Regions from separate parts of the Sus scrofa genome. Here region 1 is linked to region 2. Evidence: chromatin contacts called from public Hi-C data. All regions are on one chromosome and are shown on one strand. The core of a region is the stretch at or near the end of the contact, and the rest is flanking DNA. Distances in the headings are between cores, read along the strand shown. Region 1 overlaps RAD51B (DNA repair protein RAD51 homolog 2). Region 2 overlaps RAD51B (DNA repair protein RAD51 homolog 2).

What was found. Hi-C and Micro-C count contacts between places; a contact is called where the count stands out from the background.
Region 1: a Hi-C map of fetal liver shows a contact between it and region 2, with 1.9 times the contacts expected there. The contact joins two enhancer-like sites. A contact is called at or near these places in 3 of 47 Hi-C or Micro-C datasets (embryonic fibroblasts, fetal heart ventricle and fetal liver).

The regions. Positions count from the first base shown.
Region 1 is chr7:91,779,195-91,785,214 of Sscrofa11.1, forward strand. The region is part of intron 8 of RAD51B (DNA repair protein RAD51 homolog 2); the gene reads left to right. Among named protein-coding and RNA genes, the nearest start is that of RAD51B, 190 kb to the left of the region's middle. Within about 2 kb of position 1,952, at least 2 of the 83 cell types and tissues checked have an H3K27ac peak or open chromatin away from gene starts, as enhancers often do. A contact at or near this core is called in fetal liver, where this site is marked.
Region 2 is chr7:91,697,017-91,702,498 of Sscrofa11.1, forward strand. All of the region lies in intron 8 of RAD51B (DNA repair protein RAD51 homolog 2), which reads left to right. Among named protein-coding and RNA genes, the nearest start is that of RAD51B, 110 kb to the left of the region's middle. Within about 2 kb of position 3,050, at least 6 of the 83 cell types and tissues checked have an H3K27ac peak or open chromatin away from gene starts, as enhancers often do. A contact at or near this core is called in fetal liver, where this site is marked.

The sequences.
Region 1 (6,020 bases), core at 702-3,201, 81 kb after region 2:
GGTTTGGTTTTGCAGTGAGAACTTTTAAGATCTATTCTCATAGGAACTTTCAAATATAAAATACATAATTGTTAACTATACTCATCAGATTGTACATTACATGCTCAGATCGTATTCATCTTAAAACTGGAAGCTGGTACCCTTTAACCATATTCACTCCTTCCACTTGCCCAGCCCTGGCAGCCACTAGTCGGTTCTGTTTCTATATATTTTTTGTTTGTTTGTTTAGATTCTACATATGAATGATATCTTACAGAATTTGTCTTTTGCTGACTCAGTTCACCTAGTATAATGCCCTTAAGGTCCATCCATGTTTCCATGTTGCTGTAAATGGTAGGACTTCCTTTTTTTTTTTTTTTTTTTTTTTTAAATGGCTGAATACTATTCCTACGTGTGTGTGTGTATCAATCATATTTTCTTTATCCATTCATTCATTGATGGATGCTTAGGTTATTTCCATATTTTGGCTATTATAAATAATGCTGAGTGAACTTGGTGATACAGTTATCTCTTTGAGATAATGATTTCATTCCACCTAGAAGTATAATTTCTGAATCATATGGCAGCATGCAGCTCTCTCTCTCTCTCTTTTTTTTTTAAAAAAACTTTTTATGGCTATACTTGGTGGCATATGGAAGTTCCCAGGCTAGGGTTTGAATCAGTTCTGCAGCTACCGGCCTACGTCACAACCACAACAACACGGGATCTGAGCTAAATCTAGGACTTACACCACAGCTCATAGCAACGTCAGATCCTTAGCCCACTGAGTGGGCCAGGGATCACACTAGTCGGATCCTCCTCATGGATGCAAGTGGTTTTGTTACTGTTGAGCCACAGTGGAAACTGCTTGGCAGCTCTATTTTAATTTTTCAGGAGCCTCTATGGTGTTTTCCCTGGTGGCTACATTTACATCCCCACCAACAGTGGTAAAGTTTACTTGTCTTCAGCACTCGTTACCTCTTGTCTGGTGTGAGGTGATCCCTCATTGTGGTGTGGTTTTAATTTGCATTTTCCTGATGATGAGTGATATTGAGCATCTTTTCGTGTATCCGTTGGCCATTCAAATATCTTCCGTGGCAAACGTCATTTAGGTCCTTTGCCCCTGTTGAATAAACACCATCTTAGCCTGCTATTGGTTTTATTGACCACTATATTTTTTGTCGTTCTCATTCTGAGTAATTACAGTGTCCCAGGCCAGGCACTGTGTTAATAGTTTACAAATAGTATGTCCTTTCATCACCATTATGAGGATAGGTAATCTCGTTGTGGCACAGCAGAAATGAATCTGACTAGGAACCCTGAGGATGAGGGTTCAATCCCTGGCCTCGCCAAGCGGGTTAAGGACCTGGTGTTGCCATGAGCTGTGGTGTAGTTCGCAGACGCCGCTCAGATCTTGCATTGCTGTGGCTGTGGCGTAGACTGGCAGCTGTAGCTCCGATTGGACCCCTAGCCTGGGAACTTCTATATGCTGCGGGTGTGGCCCTGAAAAAACAAAACAAAACAAACAACAACCATATATATATATGTGTGTGTGTGTGTATGTGTGTATGTGTGTGTATGTGTGTGTGTGTGTGTGTGTATATATATGTATATATATATATATATATATATAAAAGGATAGATTTATTATGCCTTGAGGTTGTGTTTCAGGGAAAGTCTGTAAATGAGTCTGCTTCTTTAAGTGGGCTTCACTGTATGGAGAGAATGCAGACAAGAGGAAAGAATGCTAGTCATTTCTCATATATGTTCTTTTTCTCTGTCTTTTTGAGGTTTCTTTTGGAGGGAAGGAAAAGGGAGCGTTCCTCTTTAAAGGATGAAACTTTTTTTACATTTTTAAATGTCTTATCTGCCGTGTTTTTAGTGTGTGATTAAGTTCTAAACTGAAAAAGTCTTATCAGAAGAAAGGCTGCTTTGAAAATGATATGGACATATTTGTTGGGTGTTCACTCCTCTAAAGCCTGGGTGAAGTAAATAAGGGAGTAACTGAATTTTATAGTGTGGAGATAGCTACATAGGAAACATTCTTTATACATTTAACAGAAAGGTAAGGTCAGCCTGCGTGGAGCTTATATGTTAGAATGGAATCAAGGCAACAGTAACTTGGACATTTTGACCTGATAGAGCTGCTCCGTAGATCGTGGGCCAGGCTCCCCTTCCCTCTAAGGTGTCAGGACCAGTCAGAGTGCACAGAGCTGCACTGATGCTTGTTCCAGGATACTTGTCCCATCAGGTGCCCCTGATCCTCTCACAACACGCCAGCCTCTCCATCTTTCCTTGTGTCACTCCTTGCCCTTTCCTTCACCTAGATTACGGGAAACTCCAGATTTGCTGGCCCAAGTGATTGTAGCTCCTAGAGCCCAAGGTTTCCTTGGAATTGCTGTTAAGACTTGGAGATGTTATACTTGCCGTTAAGACTTTGGTTCCCAACAGTCCTTTGGAGTATCTGTTGGGTTTGCTCCTGTGTATCTGTCATGGTTGGCAAGAGAGTAATCTGGGCCTTCATTCCTCCAGCAGCCTCCTGCCCAGCCCTTTGGCTTCTTCCCTCACTACTCACCCTCTTGCATACCACCTCCAGATTCCTTTTTCTAAAACACTTCTCTCCTGTCATTCCTTTGCTCAAGGACGCCTTGAGCATCAGGCCTCAATTCTCAGCTTGGCCTTCATGTCTCTCTAATCTGGCCACCCTCCTGGGCACTTTAATTTCTCATTCCCACATGAACCATCCTTTGCAGTGTAGCCTGAATCTCTTTCATTGTATTTTTCACAGGTCTAGAAAATCCTTACTTCTTTTAAAAAAATTTATCCAAATCTCTAGTTCTTCTGTTAAGTGTTTTATGTATGTATGTATGTGTTTGTTTATTTATTATTTTTTACTTTTTTGTTTTTTGGCCTACACTTGCGGCATATGGAAGTTCCCAGGCGAGGGGTCGAAATGGAGCTACAGCTGCAGACTGCCACGGCCACAGATACGTGGGATCCAAGCCACATCTGTGATCTACACCACACTGGATCCCCGACCCACTGAGCGAGGCCAGGGCTCGAACCTGCATCCTTATGGATACCGGTTGGAGTCGTTTCTGCTGTGCCACAATGGGAACTCCCATGTTTCTTATTGCAGTTTACCAGAGTGTTTCTTTTCTCTATCCTGCCCCTACAGGTAGTATCATATAGATGAAATCATGTTGTTGTGGAAGTTATTTTTCCCCAACTAGATAATAAACTTCTTCATCAATGAAACCATAGTAAAAATTGAAGGAATGCTCTTTCCTTTTCTTCATCATCATGGTAAAGCAGTTACCCTTTAAAAGCTTATTCTTTTTTTTTCTTCTTTTTTTTAAAGCTTATTTTTTTTCTTTTTCTCCAGCTTTGTTCCTGTCACACCTCCTTGATGTTTAAAATCATTGGACTATATTCTCTTCTCCCTTCCATTAAATTTCTCTTTTTGCTTTTAAGAGCCTCATCAATACACAGCATACTCTCCTGTATATCATGTTTTAGTCTCTAGTGAAATGAGCTTATTTTTCTTACATATTGTTTTTTTATTTAAATTTTTAAAAATTTTATTGGAATATAGGTGATTTACAATGTTGTATTAGTTTCAGGTGTACAGCAAAGTGAACCAGTCGTATGTATAAATATATCCATTCTTTTTTTCCCATATAGGTTATTATTACAAACTATTAAGTAGATTTTCCTGTACTATACAGTAAGTTCTTGTTAATCATCTATTTGTAACATACTTTTATGCAAGAAAATTTTGAACTGTACATAAAAAGAGCCTGAAATCTCACCACCATAAAAAATCTACCATGAACATTTTGGTAACTTTCTTTTTAGGCATTTCTATTTATAACACATTGACAAAAGTGCTGTGTTGCTTTTCATGAACATCTTTTCAAAAGTACTTTTTTTTTTTTTTTTTTGCTTTTTTAGGGCTACACTTGTGGCACATAGATGTTCCCAGGCTAGGGATTAAATCGGACTGTAGCTGCTGGCCCACGCCGCAGCCACAGCAATGCCAGATCTGAGTTGCCTCTGCAATCTACACCGGAGCTTATGGCAATGCTGAATCCTTAACCCACTGAATGAGGTCAGGGCTAGAACCTGTGTTCTCATGGATCCTTGTCAGATTGTTACCACTGAACTACAATGGGAACTCCTAACTATTTCAAATTTAGGCTCTTGCTTAGTTTTGAGTTTTTTTTTTTTTTTTTTTTTTTTTTTTTTGCTATTGTTAATATGTTCTGGGGAGCATCCTTATGGATAAAGTCTTGTGTACAATCCTGGTTGTTTCTGTGAAATAAAAACCTAGAAGTAAAATTGCTAGATGAATTTTCACGTTTCTAAGTCCTTTGCCACAAAGATGCCCATTATCGTGCTACTAGCAATAGACTTTGCTAATCTAATTCCCAATGGAATCTTTGTTTACTAAAGAGACTGAACATTTTTTCACCTTTGACATTTATATGTGACACATATGTTTTTCTCTTCTGATAACTCTTTTTCGGAGAACTATAAATGGATGAACTCAATAGCTTTCAATATTAAGAAAACTTTGTTGAGATTTAAGGCATTGTGAGATGCAAATGGTATACAAACTGGTAGGCAAATTACAGTCAAGCTACAGACTTCAACTTTTTTGAACATTTCATAAAGATCTGTTTTTTCTTTTCTCTTTCTTTCTTTCTTCTTCTTCTTCTTTTTTTTTTTTTTTTTTTTTTTGCCACACCTGCAATACATGGAGCTTCCCAGACCAGGAGTCAAATCTATGCCATAGCTGTAACCAGAGCCACAGCAGTGACAATGCTGGATCCTTAAGCTGATGGACCACCGGGGAACCCTAAGATCTGCTTTTTCTGTGTTTTACTTTGCTTCAGTCTCTGTGGCAGTTGGAACGTTAATATCTTGAGGAAATAAGTGATAAGCACATTGTGACATCTGGGGACTTCTATATTAGAAATCTCTTAAATTTTCTTCTTAGGTCCAACTTGTGTAACATCATCAAGGTGTATTTCTTCAGCTTCTGCTATTAATTAACAATCGTAGTAATAATTAACATTTCATGTGTCCGACATATGCTGTGTACCAAGCACTGCTCTGTGTACCTGAGATGGAATTTCAATATTTTATTTCTTTTGACCGGTGAGAAAGAGAAGTAATTGCCTTCGAGTGAGAGGACAGAACCTTGCAGTTGGCCTCATTACCACTAATTAAAATCACTCCCCCTCAGTCTTTTCTGTCTTTACCCCTCACTCCTGTTTCATCACCTCTAGTCATTTCCAGATTTCTTTACTCTTTCTCTTTCATGCTGACTTGCGTTTATCTGTCTCACTTTCCTGCCTCTCTGTCCTAAGAACACCAAACTGGGCTGCCTTTTGCTTTTTTTTTTTTTCCTGAGTCATATGACCCACTATTTTTACAGGTTAACCATGTATAATTTAGCCTCTAAGCTTGATCTTCTTCCATAGACCAAGAGAGTAGAGCGACAGCTCATTCAGTTGTAAAGAATTTTTATTTACTTCTTGTTTAATTGAGCTTTGGGTGCTGTCATTTAAATACTAACTGGTTTTCCAATAAACAATGCTTTCAGAATTAGAAAATTGGAGTTCTGCTTTTATTTTAGGTCTTTAGAATGTAATTTTGATATGGAAAGGAAGGTTACTTTCCCCTGAATAGTTCTGAAAGGTTGAGTTATATATAGAAAGAACGAACTCTCCAAATGTGTTTTGGGACCTTAGGAGTATGGATCAACATACTAGGAATGCCTCGGCGAATCTTTGACATGAATGACTTGTTCACCTGTCTCAGCTTTATTCTTTGTTACTTTTTTTTTTTTTTTTTTTTGTCTTTTTGCTGTATCTTGGGCCGCTCCCACGGCATATGGAGGTTCCCAGGCTAGGGGTTGAATCGGAGCTGTAGCCACCGGCCTACGCCAGAGCCACAGCAACTCGGGATCCGAGCCGTGTCTGCAACCTACACCACAGCTCACGGCAACGCCGGATCGTTAACCCACTGAGCAA
Region 2 (5,482 bases), core at 1,800-4,299:
TCTCTGAGATCTTCCTGGAAAAACCTACTTGTTAAAATTTAGCCAATGAAGAGATGAATCAAAATAAAAAATGGTTTTGAATATAAATACATTTATGTATAAATAAGATTTAGAAACTATAGAAACTATGGTAACAGTACAGTGTGAACATTATACATCATGGTGAAATAAAATTGGGAGGTAGGTGGAAGGGAAATGGAAATTTTTAATCACCTTATCTTTCATAGCAACAATTCAGTGTAGTCTAAAATTTAAAATAGTTTTAAAGTAATATTAATCTCCTCTATGATTTTATCATTTTTGTTAAACTTGGGTTTTTTATAGTTATTCTTTCTGAGTGAAGAAACAGTTATTTAAGGTTTAAAATTTCTTCAGTTTCATTTCAGCTTCTGTTATTTTCAAATAAAATGAAAATTGATATATTTTTATTTTTAAAGTGAATACACTCCTATCCCAGAAATAATACATTTATTTTGTTCATTTATCCATCCGTATTATGAGTAGTTGTCTGAAGTGACAGTCACTGAATGTTAATACTGAATATTTCTCAATGGTGAGATTTTGGATCATTTGTGACTTTTTTTGTTACATATTTTGTATTATTTGAATATTGTTAGACTCTTTTAGTGCAAATGATGCAATGAACTTACTACCCTGAAAAATGGATTTACACCTATACAGTTTTTCAAATACACGGTTTAAAATCCTCATTTCTTTTAAAATTTATCATGACCATTTTCCTCTTGCTGTGATGTTTAACAGCTCCCAGTATTTTATGGCTGTGACATATTTCTCCTTCCAATCCTGATCTCAGTTTCTTCATCTTCTAATTACTGAGTTGGATTAGATTAGTGTTTCCCATCTTTCTCTTTAAACTGTAGAACCTTTCCAATAAATAAAACAATTTATAACTCTTGGAATACAGTTTCAAAGCTGTACAGATTAGGTAATATCTAAGGTTTATTTCATTTTACCAGAAAAATTAGTTTTTTTTCCTTAGGAATTTTTTTTTTTTTTTTTGAGTGACTGACTGTTCTCCATGTGTTCAAAAAAGAAAAGTCAAGTAATAGCCATATCTTAAGAAATTTAAAGTGAAAGGGAAGGGCCTCTAAAAAACTATCTCATCTATTTCCCTAACTTTTAGATCTAAGGAAACCAAATTTAAGTTGCTTAAGTAACATTACACAGCCCACTGAAATGAATGAGACTTGAACCCAGATCTTCTGACTTCCTATGCTAATCTTTCCTCTTATAGCACATGTGAATATATATTTTTAAATGATGGGCAGGAAAGATGCAATTTTATCTTAACTTACTTCACATGTAGACTATCTTGTAAATGTCAGGAAATACACTTAATTTATAGTGTTTTTGTTTTCTTCCTCATGAAAAAAGATCAGCGGTGCAGGCTTTTATTGAACTCTTACGTTCCAGGAGTTAGAAAGGAAAGTGAGTGGGATTTTGGTGAGGAAGAAAGCATTTACTTGTCAAGGATTTGGAATTTACTGTGGTTAGTGAGATTAAAATAAAACTAAAACTTGACTTGGCAAAGGATTAAAAACAAAACAGCTCCAGAGTGTGTGCACATTGTGGAGAAGATGCCGTTTTTTCCTTCAGGCGTCCAAGGAGGAAGGGAATATTGTTTCTTTGTGTTGCCGGAGTTGATTTATTTAGTTATGATTTCACAAACCCCAGAAAACATTGCACAATATTAACCAGAACAAATGGTGGTTTTTTTTTTTTTTGTTTGTTTTTTTTTTTTTTTTTAGTATCTCCCCCCTTCAGGTTTTCCAAATAAAACAGCGTGTTTTTTTTTTGTTTTTTTTTTTTTTCCCAAATTGTTTAAATGGCTCTGATTATGTTTGACTGTTGGGTGTGGCAGGTTTTAGAATCTTAAGTGGTAGTACAGGTTCCTGAACAAGAAAGAGAATTAAAGGTGATGTGACTTGATTACTGGAATGTGTAGAATGTGAAGTCCCGAGAGGTATTCGGGTCGCCGCAGGCTGCTCTTCATAATAGACCCTCTTGTTAAAAGCCCTATTATTATTGGAAATTTATTTTGGAAGCCACTAAAGCAGAAATTTGACAGGAAAGTAAAACAAACCACCTTGTCTCATATTTCCTTTCCACACAGGCCTTTTGAAGAGATATCTTAAATATTGTCAAGTCTCAATTATCCTGGGAGAGCTTAGCATTAGCCCCATCCTCACAAACTGGAATTAAATGCACATGGCATTGCACTAGGTGCAGTGGAGACAATTAGCAAACAAGATCCTTATCCTTTTGCAGCGTACTAAGAGTTAGTTGATAGGCCAGCATGTAATTCAACAAATCCCAATCTCATTTTTCCACACTCTCTAAACACCCCCTCCCTTCCAGTATTCTCTGTCTTCTTTAATGGCTCCCCATCCGCTCAGCCAGAAACCTCACATCCATCTTGAGTCCTTATGTTCTTTTAGGTTCCCCAACCAATCTGTCAACAAGTCCTGTCTCTCCTATCTCCAAAATTGCTTTTGAATATGTTTGTTTCCTTTTCTCCATTCTCATTGCCCTGTTTAGGCCCTTTTCATCTTTCATTTCAATTCTTAGGAGAGCTGCTTATCTACTTTCAGGCTATTTTCCGGTCCATCCTCCATACTGCTGTCAAATCTCTTTCTTTAAAGACAGAACTAATCACATCATTCTCTGGCTTGAAAACTTTTGATGGGCTCCCATTACATTTAAGGGATAAATTCTAAAAACTTCTTAGCTTGTCACAAAATGTTTCGTAATCTGGCCCCAATCTACTTATTCTCACCTCATTTTTTGCCACATCCTCTCACCCCCATTTCCAAATACACAGAGACATTTACACTTGTCCCACCAGCTTCCTCATTAGTTTCCTGGCTTGCCATCTCCTTGTACTTTTGATCATACTGTTCCTTGCCCCATGCACACAGAATACTCTTTCTTGACTGCCATCATCCCCAATCCCAGTTGCCTCCCCTCCAACCCCAGAAATTGTTGACTGTTTTCAGTTTGATATCTATCCTTCACAGCAGAGCTTTTTTTGTGCATTGCCTTAGAGATAGACATATGGGTAGATAAGTAGGCTTGTGAAAGACATATAGTGCTGTGTGTGCGTGCGCTTCCCCCCCCTCAAAAATATCATATGTATTGCCTCTCATTGGGCAAACTTGCTTTCTAGATTCTCCACTTATCTTGGAGGTCTTTTCATTTTAGCATATAGAGATGATTTACTACATTTTTTCAGCTTCTACCACATAGTATCATCTTTAGGGCTAGTTAGAATTTTCCTTTTCTGTTGGTAATCTCATATGGTCAATTAGAAGGTAAAAGAAAAAAATTATAGCAAGCACGTATAGATTCTGATGCCAGTTAAACAAAGGAAGACGTTTGCAATTGCTGGCTGGGGGAAGGAATGTTTTCCTTAAAAATTAGGCTGTCTTAGAAACTCTGTTGGACCCAGTTCAAAGAATATCACCGACATTAACACCCTCTCCCCTCCCCCACGCCCCCAGCTATTGGCGTTGCTGGAAATTAAATGTAACCAGGGCTCTTTATGGTATGTGTACATCTGTTTTTTCCTTTTCCATATGCTTAAGTCCTCCCTCCACAATTGCTTCTGTTTAGCACTTAATTTAAATTCCCAAATTAAGTCAAGAGGCGAATTTGAAATCTGTACATTGAAAGAGTTTGATGATCTTCGAGGCCTTTTAGAGCTCTAGAATTCTTTTAAGTTAGAGATAGTTTTATTTCAGGGAATATATTCTGATAAAATTAAATTTTCTTTATTTAGGTTGTAGCTAACTGTGACTAAAAGTAATTTAATAATATTGAGATAGATGAAACTTGTGCTACTTGTCACTATTCCTTGAAGCATATTTATGAGACTGACATGCTGCCTACGGTGCTAATGAAGCACCTTTGAAGAATGATCATTTAATGTTCAAAGTAAACCACTCAAAGGACTTAATAACTGTCAAGTATTATTATTACCTCCAAGCTGTAGACTTAACTAGATTGGACTATTAGTATCTAATTTTTTTCTTTTTTCTTTTTCCCTATATAAAGCTAAGAAATGTAGAACTTAGTCAAGTGAAAGTGAATGGGAGATTGCTTCTGAGAAAGTATTTGTGAGATGTTTGCACTTGTAATACTTTTGAGTGTTTAAAGATTTAGAGGTACCACCAAATACCAGGAGCAAAAGGTTAGGAGTCAGGAATGGGGGAATCCGTTTCAGCCCATCACTGCCTCACTGGGTAATTGCAGGTCACTCCTTGCTTTTAAAATTTCCCATGTGTAACATGTAGTAGATTATTTCTGACTCTTAATTTGCCCAGGAATGTTTTGTGAAATAATAAAGATAACCACTGCCAGTTATTTTGTGTTCTTGGTAAAGATTCTGTGTAAATTAATAGTGCTAGGGTGGTTATTGCATAATTTAAGAAAGTTCTTGAAAGTGAGGGAAGGACCCAGAATAGGTCACCTAAAGATTTTATCATTTTTCTTAGGCCAATGAAAAGTTTTCTGCGTTTGATAGAGCAATGCTGAAAACTACTATCAAAGTTAAGGTTTGTAACATTGTGGGAGCTGATCTTGATGTATACAGTTCTTTCCAAATTTCATGTTCTGAGTCATTTGATGACTTTTACAAAAGTTAGTGACCCACCTTTAAGGTGTTTTTTTTTTGGGGGGGGTGTTATATTTGTCTTTTTATATTTGTTGAAATATTCTTCATGAGTCCTGGCATTTAGATAAGCTTGGAGTAGAAAGTCATATGTAAAATTTGTCATTTCACTTGGTGGAGAAAATTTGCCACTTTTTGGTGGAGTTATTGTGTCAGGTTCTCTTTCTGAATTCCGTTTTTCATCTTCTTGTGACTGGTTGTTTTTTTGTTGTAAAAACCTGTGAGAGACTCTAAACGTCCTTGAAAAATACTCGTTTTTTCTTTTGGTTGAAACAGAACGCTAGTAAACTTTCTCTTTAAAGAAAAAACAATTGCGGACAAAAGGAGATACTTCTTTGAGCAAAGAGTTTTAAAGAAATGCATTCTTTTCTCATTGTACTTCTTTCCAAATTAATGTCACCCCCGGGGGTGTGAGAATTCTTTCAAAGTTTAATGTCCAACTGGTGAACAAAACTGACGCTTGATTGCATGGAGGCCAGCAGTGTTTGCTGTGTATTTTCTGCATCTGGAGACTATTCCGTTGTGATGTGAAAAATTAAGATTACAATTTTTAAAGTATATATTTCACAATCAAAGTATTTATAAACACATATGAAACTTGTTCCACGTGTAACCTATGCTGAAATGGAATGGTCGTGTTTATAACTCAGTAGGTAAACTACTCTGGAATGCTTCAGGCCCATCTCGGCTGAGGCAAGACATTTTGAACTGATAATGTAAGGAAGGGTCTGTTTCTTTATTTAGCAGTTTCATATGAATCTAAAAAAGATGGCTGATGTCTGGTTACTTCCA